Linked DNA regions of Mus musculus: region 1 is linked to region 2. A link is a contact called in public promoter capture Hi-C data. All regions are on one chromosome and are shown on one strand. The core of a region is the stretch at or near the end of the contact, and the rest is flanking DNA. Distances in the headings are between cores, read along the strand shown.

Region 1 (3,268 bases), core at 260-2,759, 1.2 Mb before region 2:
AGAGATGATTCACTGGTTGCCCATACAGAGGATTTGTGCTTGTTTCCCAACACCCGCATGAGGCGCACAAAAACACCTGCAATTCTAGATCCAGGGATCCAACATTGTCTTCTGGCCTCTGTAGGCATCAGGCATACACATGATGCACATATATACATACATACATACATACATACATACATACATACATACATACATACATATATACATACATACATACATACATACATACATACATACATACATACATACATACATACAGGCAAAACACTCCAACACATACATATAAATATTTTAAAAAGAAAAGAAATGGTGTCATGTAGCCCAAGCTGGCCTCTAACTTGCTACATAGCAAGGTTGACTTTGAACTCCTGATCCTCTTGCCTCCAGCATCTCGTGCTGGGATTACAGATGTATGCCACCAGAATCAATCCTATGCTACTGAGTATGGAAGCACTTTCCCACTGAGCTGTATTCTAAAGCCACTATTTGTACTTTTGTCTTAAAAAACCAAAAACCAACCAACCAAACAAACAAAAAAAACCAACTAAGCATTGTGAATCATTATCTGCCTACAACCACAAAACCAACACAACTGAAAGAGATAATATAGGGGCAGGACAAGTCCTAGAGGCAGAGACAAGAGCAGGCTTTTCCTCCATGACTCTCAAAGCCCACCAGAGTCATTCAGCCACCCTGAGTGACAGGGTAGGTAAGGTCCACCTCATTCTTTTCCCTAGAAAGCAAGCATGCCCCCCGGAGGGCGAACTTCTAGGCAGCCTTCAAAACCAAAGCTTAACTGTCCCACTGCCAAGAAACCGTCCCAGATCCTCAAAAAACCAGAATTCTTTCCCACTTCAGAAAATGCTCCACAGAGCTGGGACTCTGGGCTGGGACATGCCCTCACCCCTTATCCTCCTCATAGGAAAGACTTGGATTATAAATGCATAAGTAGGGCTTGGGTAATGCCCAGCAACTGAGGAGGTAGAGGTAGGAGTTCAGAACTGTTTAGCACAGTGGTCTCCACCTTCCTGAACCTGCCACCCTTCCATGTTGTGCTGACCTCCAATCATAAAATTATTTCATTGCTACTTCACAACTCTAATTTTGCTACTGTTCTGAATTGTAAGGTAAATACTGATACGCAGGATATATAATGCAATGCCAAATGTGTCTCGACCCACTGATTTAGCAAGACCTTGGGGGTAGGGAGAACCAGCCATCCAGAAGTGCTGGGTTACTGGGACCCAGCTAAGTGTGGGAGGAGGTCACTCTAGACTTCAATGGTCTCTGGTGTAACCAAGTACAACAGGGACCAGCCCAGGTTCAGCATCTGGCCTTGACCCCAAGAAAAGCCTGAGCCAAGCAGGTACTTTCAAGCTCCAGGGTAATGGAAATGTGCCTAGGGTTACTCACCCCAAGGCTTGTTGCCCCAGGTTTGTGAAAAAGCTTAGGAAACTATGTTGCGAAATTTTGGGCAGTCCCTGGTGCAGGAACAGGGAGGGACCAGAGAGGAGAGCCATATAAAGAGCCAGCGGCTACAGCCCCAGCTCGCCTCTGCCCACCCCTGCCCCTTACCCCTTCATTCCTTCCACCTTTTTCCTTCACTATGGGACCAGCTTCAGGGTCCCAGCTACTAGTGCTACTGCTGCTGTTGGCCAGCTCCCCATTAGCTCTGGGGATCCCCATGTAAGTAGTTACCTTTTGGGGGTGCAGTTTCTTATACAATTTAGGAGTCACCTAGGTGAGTCACCTAGGAGTCACCCACTTGGGGGGAGACAGGGATGTTAAGAATTTGTGCTGGGGGCTGGAGGATGGCTCAGTGGGTATGAAGTCTTGCTGCATGGACATAAGGACCTTAACTCAAACTCCCAGCACCCACAGAAAAGCCAGGAGTGGCCTCCAGAGCCTGTAACCCCACACTGTGGGGCTGGAGACCAGATACTGGGGCTTGCTGACTGCCAGCCCAGTGCCAGGTTCAGAGAGAGATGTTGACTCAAGGTGTGGGGAGGGAGGGGCATAGAACAGGACACCGGACATCTTCCTGTGACGTGACATACATACATACATACATACATACATACATACATACATACATACATACATACAAACAGAGAGAAAGAGAGAGAATGTGAGTGTTTGGGTTGTCTTATGTTCATAGAACTCAGGTATTGTAGCATTGGTGTGCCTACTTATGAAGAAGAAGGTCTATAGATTTATGGTGTCTGTGATGTCTTGTGGTTTAGGCAATGGTAAGTTTTAAGATGTGAGGACTGGAGGGTTGTTGGGGTCTATAGCCCTTGTGTGGACTGTCAAAAGCCAAGCTCAGCATTGGGCCTGATTACATGGACCTGTCATCCTGTCCACTCTGGAAGCCCAGGCAGGAAGTGTACACATTCCAGCCAAGCCTGGGCTACAGAGTGAGTTCAGGGCTAGCCTGAACAACTTAGTGAGATGCTGTTTCCAAACAGAAAAGTGAGGAGAGGCTGAGGTATAGCTTAGTGGTAGAGAGAGCACTTTCTCAGTACAAGCAAAGTCCTTATGGCTGGTACCCAGTGCTGAAGCCAGGAAAAGACAGCTTCTAGTGGCTAAGGGAAAGTGGGCTGTGGTTTGGTACCTTCTTGTGTGGGGAGGACGTGGATCCAGGCATCTGCTCCAGCACTGAGAACTAGAACACGCTAGAACTAGGGACTGGGCCAGCCAGAGTGAGGGCTGAAGTCTCAGGCCTTGAGGTGACATCTGCTCCCACACCCCACGGTCAGGTATTCCATCATTACTCCCAATGTCCTACGGCTGGAGAGCGAAGAGACCATCGTACTGGAGGCCCACGATGCTCAGGGTGACATCCCAGTCACAGTCACTGTGCAAGACTTCCTAAAGAGGCAAGTGCTGACCAGTGAGAAGACAGTGTTGACAGGAGCCAGTGGACATCTGAGAAGCGTCTCCATCAAGGTGGGCAAGGAACTGGAACTACAGTCAGCCGTAGCCCCTTCCGGTCCGGCCTGGGTCCCTCAGGCTGCCTCCTATAGCCTCCTCGGAGCTCCTCCCTTCTGAGTCCCTCCCCTCTGACGCCCCTGCCGTCTGGGTCCCTCTCGTTTGATCTCCTCCCCTCTGAGTCCCCTACCCTTTGAGACCCTCTGCTCTGAGCCCCTTCCCTCTGAGATTCCTCCTCTCAGTCCCTCTCCTCTTGAGTCTCTTCCTCCTTGAGCCCCTCCTGTCTGAGGGGAGATGACAGAGAGGAGGCCCAGGGGGATCTAGGGGATGCTTT
Region 2 (3,349 bases), core at 460-2,959:
ACATTCCAAAAGAGGGCATCAGATCTCATTACGGATGGTTGTGAGCCACCATGTGGTTGCCGGGGGATTTGAACTCAGGACCTTTGGAAGAGCAGTCAGTGCTCTTTACCCACTGAGCCATCTCACCAGCCCTGGAACATTTATTAAACATTTCCTGGCTGCCTTTTTTTTTTTTTTTAAGATTTATTTGTTGGCGGGCATGGTGGCGCACGCCTTTAATCCCAGCACTCGGGAGGCAGAGGCAGGTGGATTTCTGAGTTCGAGGCCAGCCTGGTCTACAAAATGAGTTCCAGGACAGCCAGGGCTATCCAGAGAAACCCTGTCTCTCAAAACAACAACAACAACAACAAAAAGGTTTGTTGGGGCTGGTGAGATGGCTCAACGGTTAAGAGCACTGACTGCTCTTCCAAAGGTCCTGAGTTCAAATCCCAGCAACCACATGGTGGCTCACAATCATCCCTAACAAAAATCTGATGCCCTCTTCTGGAGTGTCTGAAGACAGCTACAGTGTACATACATATAATAAATAAATAAATAAATAAATAAATAAATAAATAAATAAACAAATCTTAAAAAAAATTATTTGTATGTGAGTACACTGTTGCTCCCTTCAGACAAACCAGAAGAGGGCACTGCATCCCATTATAGATGATTGGGAGTCATCATGTGGTTGCTGGGAATTGAACTCAGGACCTCTAGAAGATCTTATCCGCTGAGCCATCTCTCCAGCCCACATCCTGGCTGCCTTCTTTAAGGTGCTCCACTCCTCTCTTCACTGTAGCTCTTGGAAACCTGTCTTCCACAGTTCTCATCAAATGCCTCCATTGCTCTCCTCCAGCCATGGGGCTTGTTTCCTTGAAATCACCAGGGTGTCCCATCCTTCAGCTTTGTGCATTTTTGGATCTAATGGTTGGCAAAACTAATAAAATTATTAACAGCCTGGGTAGCCCACAAAGCTGCTTTATCTCTGACAAATTTCACACCAACACAGACGAAAGCTTGCCCATAGGCACTTCAGTTACATGATCCAAAGACCACAATGCCATGCGCATTAGGGTAGAATTACATGCACACAGACAGGGGGTGCAGAAGAGCTCCTGGAATCTCAAGTTTGTGTCCAATGACCCACTTCCCCCCTTCTTTCTAATGAGTGACCATTAACAGTGAAGTATATGATTTTGGGGGTCTCTTGCACAGTCACAGTGATTCTGATCTAGATGATGGCTGTTTTTCACATGAACAGTAGTGTTCTAAAAAGCCTGAGTCCAGAGCATCCAACTTTTTGTTGTGTGTACACACCACACGAGATGGAAGTGTTGGAGGAGATTAAACTCAGCTTTGCACATGTTGAGCAAGCCCTGTACCAACTGCGGTCTCTGCTTTGACCTTGCCTGTACCAATCTCTCTGTCGGCTCCTTCTAGCTTGTCTCTCCCAGAGCAGATTTCAGGCTCATGCACAGTACATTCATACTCATTTTCTCTGTAGTATGGACTGGCCTTGAACTCCTGACATCCACCCTGGTTCCAGTAGCTCTGGGTACTCTTCTAGGCTGCTCGCTGTTTGGATGCTCTCTTTAAGCTCCCCTGGTGGCTGCTGCGGTCTTAAGGGAGGCGAGCCTGTCGCCCCGGCAACGGCGTCCGCAGACAGGAAGATGGCGCCCCGCCCGCGCGAGGTGCTGCAAGGCGATTGTCACGTGAACCAGGCGGGACTTCCGTCGCCGCGATATTTTCTTTCCGGTGGTTGGCCGCCTGCTCCTCATCCACCCGGGCCCTGCGCCCTCCGCCCTGCGGCCCAAGCCGCCGGGCCGCTGCCGCCATGAAGAAGTTCTTCCAGGAAATCAAGGCTGACATCAAGTTCAAGAGCGCGGGGCCCGGCCAGAAGCTTACGGATTCCGCAGGGTATGTGACGCTGGTTGGGCGACGGAGAGGGCGAGGGCCAGGGGGCAAAAAGGGCCGGCGGTTGGGTGTCAGGGTCTTTCTAGGCTATGCTTAGCAGGAGTAGATTGGTGGGTGGGGTGTGGAAGATTGTAAGGCAGGGGCGGAGCCTACAATGAGGGCGGGGCGTTGTAGCAGTGGTGGGCGGGGCAGAAGGGAGGGCAGTTGTGTGGTGTAGCACGGGTGGGCGGGGCGCTAAGGGTAGGCGTGGGCGGTCGTGGCCAGGGCGCGTTGGTCACTGCTTAGAGACTCTTGGTTCTGGGTGGTGAGAAGGGACGGGGCAATGCCCAGAATTTAGCTAAGAGAAGAGCCGCCTAAAGGTGTGGCCTTGGCGAAATGTGGGTAGGAAGGACCTAAGAGAAGGTGTGGGAAGAAGGTCTGTGAGAGATGTTAAGACTTCTTTGTAGGTTGTGTGGTAATCTGGGAGGGGTTGGGGAGTGAGAGAGGATTATAGAAGGATCTTGGAGGAGTGTGGAAACCAGAGAGGCCCAGACCCAGAATGTTGTTGAGTGGTTGGGGTGACAGGTGAAGATGGGATCTCTGTGGGGGCCTTGGCAACTCCGGGTCTTCCAGGAGTACTTTCCTGGAGTTCTTTCCGGAGAACTTTGTGTTCTGGAGAGGGAGGTAAGGCATGTTGGAGCTGCTCAGAAGGGGTGAAGTAGAGATTGGAGACAGCTACAGGCTACCAGGGAGTAGTCTGCAGGAAGTATATGTGGAGGAAAATGACAACCAGCGACTGGGGCTGAATGTGAGGAGAAGGAGGGGCCTGCAAGCCAGGGCTAGAAGGGAGGTAAACACACCAGGGTACAGCTACAAATAGTGGGGCAGTTTCAATGATGAGAGGAACATGGAGGTTCAAAGGATCCTCAGGCCAGAAGTTGGAGGGGATGGTCCAGTGTCCGTGATCTGTGTGTGATCTATAAAAGTAAATGTCACTTTTATTTCCTCAGATGAAGTGATGAGAGCTGCAACCATGCTCTGTGAACACAACACACTGCTTGGGCTGAGCTCAGAGCATTATCCATGTTCTAACAACTATCCCAGGAAGCTTCTAGCATCTGTACAATCTAATTAACCAAGCTGACTAATTCAATTTGGCTTCTCTCAATTTCTCACTGAAGTGCTCTGCTTGGACTCAAACTAAGTCTGGCAGTCTCTTCTAATCTTCTGGTTCCTTCTCATTCTCTCGCTGCAACCTGCCTCTGAACTGCACTGGCAGGCTGAACTGCTTTCAACTCTCTCTCTCTGTGCTGCCTTTTGAGTCCTCTCTTTCCTGACTGTTCTCAGAGTTGGGTGTAATCTATCCCTGACTCATTCTGTCAAATTTTTCTGATTCGTCACTGTCTGCCACTCAATTAGATGCCACTTTCAAACATGACTTCTTCCTTCTACAAACTAACCTTACCTACATTGT

The links. Promoter capture Hi-C pulls out the DNA fragments that hold promoters and counts their contacts.
Region 1: a promoter capture Hi-C map of liver shows a contact between it and region 2, with 2.9 times the contacts expected there. The contact joins the promoter of C3 here to the promoter of Ubxn6 in region 2. A contact is called at or near these places in 4 of 39 promoter capture datasets (the 3T3-L1 cell line, liver and pre-B cells) and 1 of 9 other capture datasets (adipose tissue).

Annotation. Positions count from the first base shown.
Region 1 is chr17:57,226,377-57,229,644 of GRCm38.p6, reverse strand. It overlaps C3 (complement component 3), which reads left to right and starts at 1,509. Exons shown (of 41, transcript NM_009778.3): 1 at 1,509-1,689; 2 at 2,763-2,952. The coding sequence starts at 1,610.
Region 2 is chr17:56,073,386-56,076,734 of GRCm38.p6, reverse strand. Ubxn6 (UBX domain protein 6) reads left to right here and starts at 1,709. Exons shown (of 11, transcript NM_001379361.1): 1 at 1,709-1,899. The coding sequence starts at 1,817.